3 separate regions of the Mus musculus genome follow, and regions 1 and 3 are each linked to region 2. Evidence: chromatin contacts called from public Hi-C and HiChIP or PLAC-seq data. All regions are on one chromosome and are shown on one strand. The core of a region is the stretch at or near the end of the contact, and the rest is flanking DNA. Distances in the headings are between cores, read along the strand shown. Region 1 overlaps Trerf1 (transcriptional regulating factor 1). Region 2 has its middle 55 kb from the start of Ubr2. Region 3 overlaps Trerf1 (transcriptional regulating factor 1).

What was found. Hi-C and Micro-C count contacts between places; a contact is called where the count stands out from the background. HiChIP or PLAC-seq counts read pairs in DNA pulled down with a chosen protein or histone mark.
Region 1: a contact with region 2 is called in an HNF4G HiChIP or PLAC-seq map of pancreatic cancer cells. The contact joins two enhancer-like sites. A contact is called at or near these places in 3 of 484 Hi-C or Micro-C datasets (bone marrow-derived macrophages, liver and nephron progenitors) and 5 of 115 datasets of contacts at active chromatin or transcription factors (astrocytes, bone marrow-derived macrophages, embryonic fibroblasts and 2 more).
Region 3: a Hi-C map of bone marrow-derived macrophages shows a contact between it and region 2, with 24 read pairs. The contact joins two enhancer-like sites. A contact is called at or near these places in 1 of 484 Hi-C or Micro-C datasets (bone marrow-derived macrophages), 2 of 115 datasets of contacts at active chromatin or transcription factors (astrocytes and bone marrow-derived macrophages) and 1 of 9 other capture datasets (embryonic stem cells).

The regions. Positions count from the first base shown.
Region 1 is chr17:47,292,878-47,295,777 of GRCm38.p6, reverse strand. All of the region lies in intron 2 of Trerf1 (transcriptional regulating factor 1), which reads right to left. Among named protein-coding and RNA genes, the nearest start is that of Trerf1, 64 kb to the right of the region's middle. Within about 2 kb of position 1,592, at least 225 of the 459 cell types and tissues checked have an H3K27ac peak or open chromatin away from gene starts, as enhancers often do. A contact at or near this core is called in astrocytes, bone marrow-derived macrophages, embryonic fibroblasts and 1 more, where this site is marked.
Region 2 is chr17:47,063,724-47,066,647 of GRCm38.p6, reverse strand. No RefSeq gene overlaps it. Among named protein-coding and RNA genes, the nearest start is that of Ubr2, 55 kb to the right of the region's middle. Within about 2 kb of position 1,542, at least 82 of the 459 cell types and tissues checked have an H3K27ac peak or open chromatin away from gene starts, as enhancers often do. A contact at or near this core is called in astrocytes, bone marrow-derived macrophages, embryonic fibroblasts and 1 more, where this site is marked.
Region 3 is chr17:47,272,290-47,275,089 of GRCm38.p6, reverse strand. The region is part of intron 1 of Trerf1 (transcriptional regulating factor 1); the gene reads right to left. Among named protein-coding and RNA genes, the nearest start is that of Trerf1, 43 kb to the right of the region's middle. Within about 2 kb of position 1,544, at least 43 of the 459 cell types and tissues checked have an H3K27ac peak or open chromatin away from gene starts, as enhancers often do. A contact at or near this core is called in bone marrow-derived macrophages, where this site is marked.

The DNA.
Region 1 (2,900 bases), core at 343-2,842, 230 kb before region 2:
CAAACTCATTCCAAGTTGAGTGACGGGAGCCCCAGGGAGGCAGAAGTCCAGAGGTCCAAGCACGTGAATCTCCATGGAGTCCCGTGGAGGCGGGAGAACACAAACTCCCATTTATTTCTGTGTCATCACTGTGTCTTGCTGCCTCTGACTAGCCCTCACGTGGCCATCCCTTCCTCTCCTCTTGGTCTTCTGGATTCCAACCGAGTCTCCCCCCTGTGTCTGCTGGATTCCAGGCTCACAGACTACTGTAAATAATATTTAATATCTCCTCGTCACCGGAAATTTAAACAGTCTCAGATAGGGCTCCTTTAAGCCCACTTCCCCTACCCTACTCCCCACCCCCATCCAGCTGCCGAAGATTCAGGAAATGCAAACCTCACAAAAAGATAAGCTGGACCAAACAGAGAAGGGCCAGCTCTGGGACCCTGTTGGGCAAGTGACTTCCTGTCCTATACCCCAGGCTCTGCTTCTGCAGAACACAGGACCCTGAGCTTCAAGAGGGAACTCAGTGTGAGGAGTTTCTCTAGGTGCTCCCCGGGACACCCCAAAAATCCTGGACCAGGGCTTGAAACAGTAGATCCTCCTCCACACTGGTATCTTAGAGGGTCCCCAAAGAGCAGCCCATTGTGGGGAGGAAGGCTGAGGAGAAGGCTCAGCAGTTAAAAGCACTTGGCTGCTCTTCCAGACAACCTGGGTTTGGTTTCCAGCACGCACATGATGGTTCAAATGACCTGTAACTCCAGTCCAGGGTCCTAACCCCGTCTCTTCTGGCCTCCTTGGACACTGTACCCAACGCTGGGCAGTGGAGACAGGGAGGATTCCTGGAGTTCACTGGCCTAATCTGGGAGTTCCAGGCCAAGGGGCGGTTGTCATAAAAGACAAGGAAGACACTTGAGATTGTCCGTTGGCTTCCACATGCACAAGCACACGTGCGCGCACACACAAATGCACACAGGCATGCACACATGCACACACATGTAAAAAATACATAGCTGACCATGGTGGCTGACAGGGGAGGAGCATCTTGGGCTCAAGGCCAGTTTCGGCTACAGAGTTTGAGAGACCCTGCCTCAAATGTCCACACGCAAACAAGTAAACACAGAAATCAGAACATATCAGAATGGCGCACGTGTTACGACCAGTGCAGGTCAGGGACTTAAGGTAGTTTTAGGAGCAAGACATTCACTCTGTCATCATGCTGTGCTGATGGCCAGTCTCCAGAGGAGCACTTAAAGACTCACTTGAGAGCATGTTTCTGTCAGCTATTATGTAACCCTGACAGCACAGGGGCCCTCAGCCCGGGACACCTCCTGGCTTTATACCCAGTGCCTCTGGCACCCCAGGCTCCTCAGACAGTCCTGGATGCGCTGCACCCTGCTTCCTGGTTCTGGAATTATCTCCATGGGTGTATCCAGGACAAGCCCTTGCTTCAACCAGGGCTCAGCTGCCTCGGGGAATTCACCAGTGGGAAATAGTTAAATAGTTAATCTCATTGAGCTCGCCCTGGGCCAAGCCAGCTGGATGGAAGGATCAGTCTGGCCTCAGAGCCCTGAGTAAGTAGAGGTAAGGAGGGGCAGGAAGGGTGACTCACCCAGCAGAGAGGCTGTTAATAGACTCTGAGGTTTACTGGTGGGGTTGGGCCTCTAGCCCCAGGCGTATGGGCCTAGCCACTCATTTGATTGAGAACATCAGGACACCTTCTCCTAACTGTATGGGAAGAGAAAAACCTTTCCCTAATCCCATCCACCCCCTTACCCAGGTTGCCTAGCAACCCCCTCCCTCCCCAAACAACCAAGCAACACGAGGTAGTTTGAATAGAGTTTGGTCCTTACAGTTTTAGAGAAAGATGCCAATTCCTGAGCTTGGTGACCCAGGTTCTGGGAAAACTTAAGGCAGAAGCACACAAGTTGATGATGTTTGTGGATGGCTAGACGACTCAGGAGCCTGGGGGCACACAGTAGGACTTCATAGGACTTTGGATATGCTAACAGCTGGCGGAACCTTCGGGAGGGGCCATGGAGGCCATCTGTGGGCCTGGAAGCCACTAGCTGGCACTTACTGCCTATGAGAACAGTTACTGGTCTCTAAGACTAGACCCCACCATTTCTACAGCCAAACGTTGTAGAACCCAAACTCCCTCTGCTGCCATCTCACCTACTGGAGCCACTGACTCAATGCAAGTCTTCCTCCTCCAGGAAGCCTTCCCTGACCCCTCACAGGCACAGCACTCTCTCCCTCAGCTTCCTTTCTAAGTGAAGATATTTGGTTCTTTAGGCAACTCTTTGGCTATGCCTTTTTGATGCTACACGTTCACCACACAGAGCCCAGAGTCACTAAAAGTAGCAGTCCCTGAGGCAAAAGTGGGTACCTGATCGATATCAAATCAGGAAGTGGCCTGAGATAAACCTGGTAGTGCAGAAAACCACCAAGCAGAGGCGAAGACAGCTGAAGGCGGGGGCGGGAAGATGGCTTGGTGGGTAAAGGTGTCTGCCACATAAATCCGGCAACTTCAGCTTGATTCCCTGGAGACCATGTAACAGTGGAAGGGAGTCCAAAGAGCTGACCTCTGACCCTGCGCTCCTGCTATGGCACGCCCATCACCCCATGCGTAATTGGTGCACACACAGAATGGAGGTGAATGGATGTTGAAGATCCTTCTTCCCTGGCCAGAGGACCATGGTTATGGGCAGCCAGACCGCCCTTCATAAGGCTCCATAAGGGAACAGACCACAGCGAGAGGCTCCAGCACCTCTCGTGGCACATCACAGAACAGGACACAGGAGTGTGTATGGAGGATGGGATATTTCAGGCTCTTTTCAAGAACCCAAGGCTGATACCTGCTGCAAGCAATGGCTAGCCATGAGCTGTGTCTTGCCTCTGATCGTTTGATATTTATTTAT
Region 2 (2,924 bases), core at 293-2,792:
AGAGGATCAGAAGTTCAAAGGCTATCCTCTATACATAATGAATCTGAAGCCAGTCTGGGCTACAGGAGATCAGACCACGTAATCTAGAAAACTAACAAACAAACAGGGCTGGGGAGCTGGGCCAGTGAGGTGCTTGCCATGCCACATGAGATCCTGAATTCAACCCCTTTGAGCCCACATTTTAAAAAAACAAACAAAACAAAAACAAAAAACCCCCAGGTACCTTGGTATGCACCCCTAATCCCAACACTGGGGAGACAGACACGATGATCTCAGGGACTGGCTGACCAGCCCATGTGGCTGAATGAGCAAGCTAGGCTCAGTTAAGATACCCTCTCTCAGAAGCTAAGATGGAGAGACATCAAGGGAGATGCCTGATGCTGACTTCTGGCCTCTACAGACATGTACACACACACACACACACACACACAGACTCATAGCCACAGAGACTCACACAGACACACATAGAGAGGAACTCACACCCACAGAGTGTCTCTCTCTTTCTTTCTCCCCCCCCCTCTCTCTCTCTCACACACACACACACACACACACACACACACACACACACACAGACTCATAGCCACAGAGACTCACACAGACACACATAGAGAGGAACTCACACCCACAGAGTGTCTCTCTCTCTCTTTCTTTCTCTCCCCCCCCCCCTCACACACACACACACACACACACACACACACACACACACACACACACACATACACACACAGACTCACACAGACATGCACACAGAGAGAAACACATACACACAGAGACTCATACACTCACACACCTTGAAGAAGGAAAAGAGAGGTCTTTAGTTTGGCTTTGGTTTTCCATGTCTTTCTCAACCCCACCCAAGAGTATGGCCTGGAGCTTACCAACCCTGAGTTTGGCCTGGTAGTGATTGGAAAAGCTGAGTCACCGCTGGGAAAGAGGCCAACTCTGTGCTACATGAGGAGAAACCCTAGGCTACCCCATGCCAGGACCGGAGCACTTCCACTAGGCCTATCCCCTCCAAGAGTGGGTCAGTAAGTTCCCTTCATGGCTGAAGAGACATTAATGACGCTTGCTAAGCTTGTTGCTGTTGGATGTTGATTTTATCAAGAAGCCACTAGATAGCATCAACCGTGCCTGGACAATATGCACTTGCCCCTCCTCACCTGCTCACACTTGGCTCCACACAGGTTATTTTGAGGCAGAGCTTAATTTTTAAGAAATCAGTAATGAATCTTGTTTAATCTCTTAATCCTCTTGCCTAATTCTCTTTTACATTAAGGGATTAAATCCTGAAGAGGAGACATGGCCAAACAGTGACTCACTCTTCCTTCAGCTCTCTGTCCCCAAAGGCAGCGAGAGGAGAAGGCTTGGGTGGTGCGCACTGCTCAGTGCCACAGTCACCGGGCCCGGGCCCATCTAGTCAAACTTCCCTTTCACGGCACAAAAGAATTAGTCTTTAAGGGATGCTCATCTTGTCGCTGCTGTAGAGTGTCCTATCAAGTGGCTGACCTTGGTAGCTCATGGTCACACGTGGTCTGCCCGGAACTGCTTGGCTCACTGTGGGATGGGCCATCTGAGTCATCTGAAATCTGGCCCGGCCCCCTGCAAGCCTAGTCATTTGCTTGGTGACAGGCCAGGATTAGTGGCAAAGAAGAGACTGGGGCCCCGTGGAGAGGGGCCAGGAAAGACGCACTGGGGTGTTCTTGAAACTGAGGTGGATGAAGAGAGAGGGCAAGCCTCTAGCTAGCAGAACGGAGCCTGGGTGAGTCCATTCACTCTACAGAACCTGGAAACTTCTGTCCCGTTCACAGAGTCCTACAGCTCTCACTCTTGGCTCTCACTCCCTGCTTCCTGTTTGGGCCTGAGCTAATGAAGCATGGAGTGACAGGGCAGTGGGGCTTGAAGGACACCTGCTCAGGATTACCTGCAGGCTTACGAGTTCTGAATGGAACCTGGGACAGGGACATGTGTCTTCTGCCACACTTCATACAAACAGCAACCTTGTGAGCAGGACAGCAAAGGAGAGCTTGGTATGGCAAGATACAACCTCCTCCCCATGGAGCCCGGCAATCTGGCTTAACACCCATGCCCCTGGGATACCATCCTTTCAGGCAGGGCATCAAAATTGAGTGGCAACCAGCAATAGTTGCCACTATTGCCACTCTACCAGGTAAACACACTCTTGGCCTTACATTTCACTGGACTGGCCTGTCACACCATTGGCATGGTTGACCCCTGACAAGTGTCCTGTCTAGTCTGACTGAAGGATCTAGACCTCAAACTCAGAAATTGCCTGTCTCTGCTGAGAATCCCAGCCACTGCCTTGGAATTGTTATTGAAAGTACCCAAATCACTCATCAAAGATGAGCCGTATGCCTTGCCTGGTTCATAGCTGTGTTCCTCCCACTGTAAGAAAGAAGGGTTTTAACCGTGGAGAGACGGGTAAATGTGTAACAAGGAAATGCTGTGGCCTCTCAAGGATCCAAAGCAGAACAGAAAACTACAAAAGGATTCTGGGAAGCAGATGATCGGGTGTGGAAGGTCACATCTCTAGACCTGTGTTTGCCCCTCCCTCCAGCCCCTTCCATGTTCCTCTGGCTTCTCCACACCTTGCAACTGAGCATAATAATGCAGCCAACATTTTAATCTACAAAAAAATATGAGAGAGAGAGAGAGAGAGAATATGAATATGCAGGAGAAGAGGAGAGGAGAGAATAAAAGAAAACCCTGGAGTTAGAGAGATGGTTTAGTGGTTAAGAACAGTTGCAGAGGACCCAAGTTCAGTTACCAGCGCCCATGTTGGGAGGCCTCCTGTAACCCTAACTCTAGAGAATCTGATACCTCTGTGGACACCAACATGCACAGCTTCGTGATCTCACATAGACACACATATACATACACACACACACACACACACAAAATAAATA
Region 3 (2,800 bases), core at 295-2,794, 210 kb before region 2:
TTCATGTTTGGTTTAATTTAGGGCCATAGGGCCCACAAGAGACAGGGGGCTAGATAATAAAATCATAATATTATTATAATTAAGATACATAGTATGTAGGGTGGTTATAGACATTTGGGAGAGAGCGGCATGGAAAGGGGATAGTCTGGTGCCTCTATGAAAATATGATATTAAACAAAGACCCATAAAAGATGATGGGGGAAGGGGTGGGGGAGGGAGCCAGGAGGAGGGTGTGGCTGCAAAAGTGACAGCAGGGAGAGAAGCAAGAAGTGACTCCAGAGACTCTTGGAGGACAAGCCCGGAACCTGAGTTTGATCCCAGGACTTCTGTCCACACAGTGGGAAAAGAAATCCAGTTTCCAGATGCGTTCTCTGAGTTTCATTACACACATCCACAGGGCAGAGCGCATGCACGTGTGCGCAGTACACACACACACACACACACACACACACACACACAGTGGGGTGGAGGTGGAAAGAGAGGCCTTGATGAAGAGGCCAGTTGAGCCACCACCAGGAAGGCAGCATGAGAAGCTCTGAGAGCAGATGTGCGGCTCTGAGCATGGCGGATGCACGGTGAATAGGGTGAGTGGGGTTGGGCAGAGCAACGGTGACAGAGGGTAGTGGTATAAGGTAGTGGGTCTTCATCTGGACTAATTTTAACCTTTGCAAGACATCTGGCCATGTCTAGAGACATTTTAAAAGACATTTAAAATTTTTTTAAAATTATGTGTACCTGTAAGTATATGTGTATTCATCTGAGTGTAGGCGCCTGAAGGGTCCAGAAGAGGTGTCAGATCCCCAGGACCTGGAGTGACGGGCAGTTATGAGATTCAGTATGATGGTGGAAACCAAGTCTGGGTCCTCTGGAAGGGCACCAAACATAGTTCTTAACCATTCAGTCATTTTTCCAGCTCTGGAGATGAGTGCGTGCGTCTCAAATGGGGAACTCTGATTGGCAGCAGGTATTGAACAGGCCAACCCTTCTCAATAGAATTACCAGGTCTATGACAACGACAGAGGCATGGCTGAGGAGCCCGATGCTGGGTCTTGAAGGCTGAGCTAATTCGTGGTGTGAGGGTGGGCTGGGGAGAAGGAAGAAAGGTCCTGGGATCTCAGGACAAAGAGCCACAGCAGCGCCCAAGAAGCTGTGGAACCATCTCTCTAACTGGACAGGAAGACCCTGGCATGGACCCCAGGGACGTCGAGCACCAGGTGGTCATGGAGGCTGTTTTTCCAAGCAGACAGAGCCAGTAAAGCGGTCTGAGCATTGGGCAACACCACGGGTCTGCTGGAGATTGAGACGGCTGTACAGAAAGCTCAGGCCTCAAGAATGAAGCCGCCAGGGCAGAGGGAATGGCTCAGTCAGTAAGATGCTGCCCTGCAACAGGAAAACCTGAGTTGGAAGCCGGGAACCCACGTGAGGAGACAAAAAAAAAAAAGAAAGAAAAGAAAAGAAACAAACCACGCAGCCTGTCATGGGGAGGCAAAGACAGGCAGGGGCTTTCCTAGTCAGGCCGTAGCCAACTTGGTAAGATCAAGGCCAAGGAGAGACCTAATCTCAAAAACACAGTGGGCAGTTTTCAGGAATAACAGTGTAAGGGTGTTATCTGGCCTACACACACACGACCAACATTCAACAAAAACTAACACACCCACAAGCAGACCATCAGAGGAAAATAGCCGAAGCTGAAGAGGCACCAACTCATCTGGAGTATGCAAATGAGGAACCAAGAATCTGGAGTATGGACATAAGGCATGAGAACCTGGAGTATGTACGCAAGGAACCAAAAACCTGGAATATGTACATGGGAAACCAAAAATCTGGAGTATCCAAATGAGAAACCAAGAACCAGGAGTTTGCAAATGAGGAACCAAAAAAATCCGGAACATGCAAATGAGGAACCAAGAATCTGGAATATGCAAACTAGGAACCAAAAATCAGGCGTATATAAGTGAGGCGCCAAGAACCTGGAATATATACATGGGAAACCAAAAACAAAAAAACAAAAAAAACCCCAAAAACCAAAAACAACCCTGGAGTATGCAAATGAGGAATAGGAACCTAGAGTATGCAAATGAGGAATAAGATCCTGGAGTATGCAAATAAAGAATAAGGACCTGGTGTATATAAGTAAGGAATAGGAACCTGGAATATGCAAATGAGGAGTAAAAACCTGGAGTATGTAAATGAGGAACCAAGATCCTGGAGATTGAATCCAAGATTCTAGACCCAAGAAAAGTCTAGGCAATAAAATTCAGGTTTATTGTAATTGTAGATTTGGTTATCACTACAGAACTGGGTATCTTCTGCTTTGCTGTAGTGGCCAGGGAATCTACAGTCAGTCAACCCTGGCAGCCATGTAGCCAGCTAAGTTCACAGGTCTAGGAAAGGTCCCCGAAGAATAGCATGGAAATGACCTCTAGCAAGTCACTCCTCCTTGGCCTATCATTATTTTTCATTTATTGGAGGCACCGTCTCATGTAGCCCAGGCTGGCTTCAACTTGATAAGTAACCAAGGATGACCTTGAATATCAGATCTTCCTGCCTCCACCTACGAAGTGCTGAGATTAGAGATGAACATGACCACACCCAGTTTAAGTGGTACTGGGGAACCCTTGGCTTCCTGCTTGCTCAGCAAGCGCTTTCTCAACTGAGCTACATCCTCAGCTCCTGTGTGCCCCAAATGTGCCCGGTGCCATCAACAGTCAGAAGAGAGCATGTGGCCCTTGAAATTGGAGCTACAGACTCCTGTCTTCATCCTGCTTTTAGATCTTGTTATTAATTGGAGAGGTTTTCC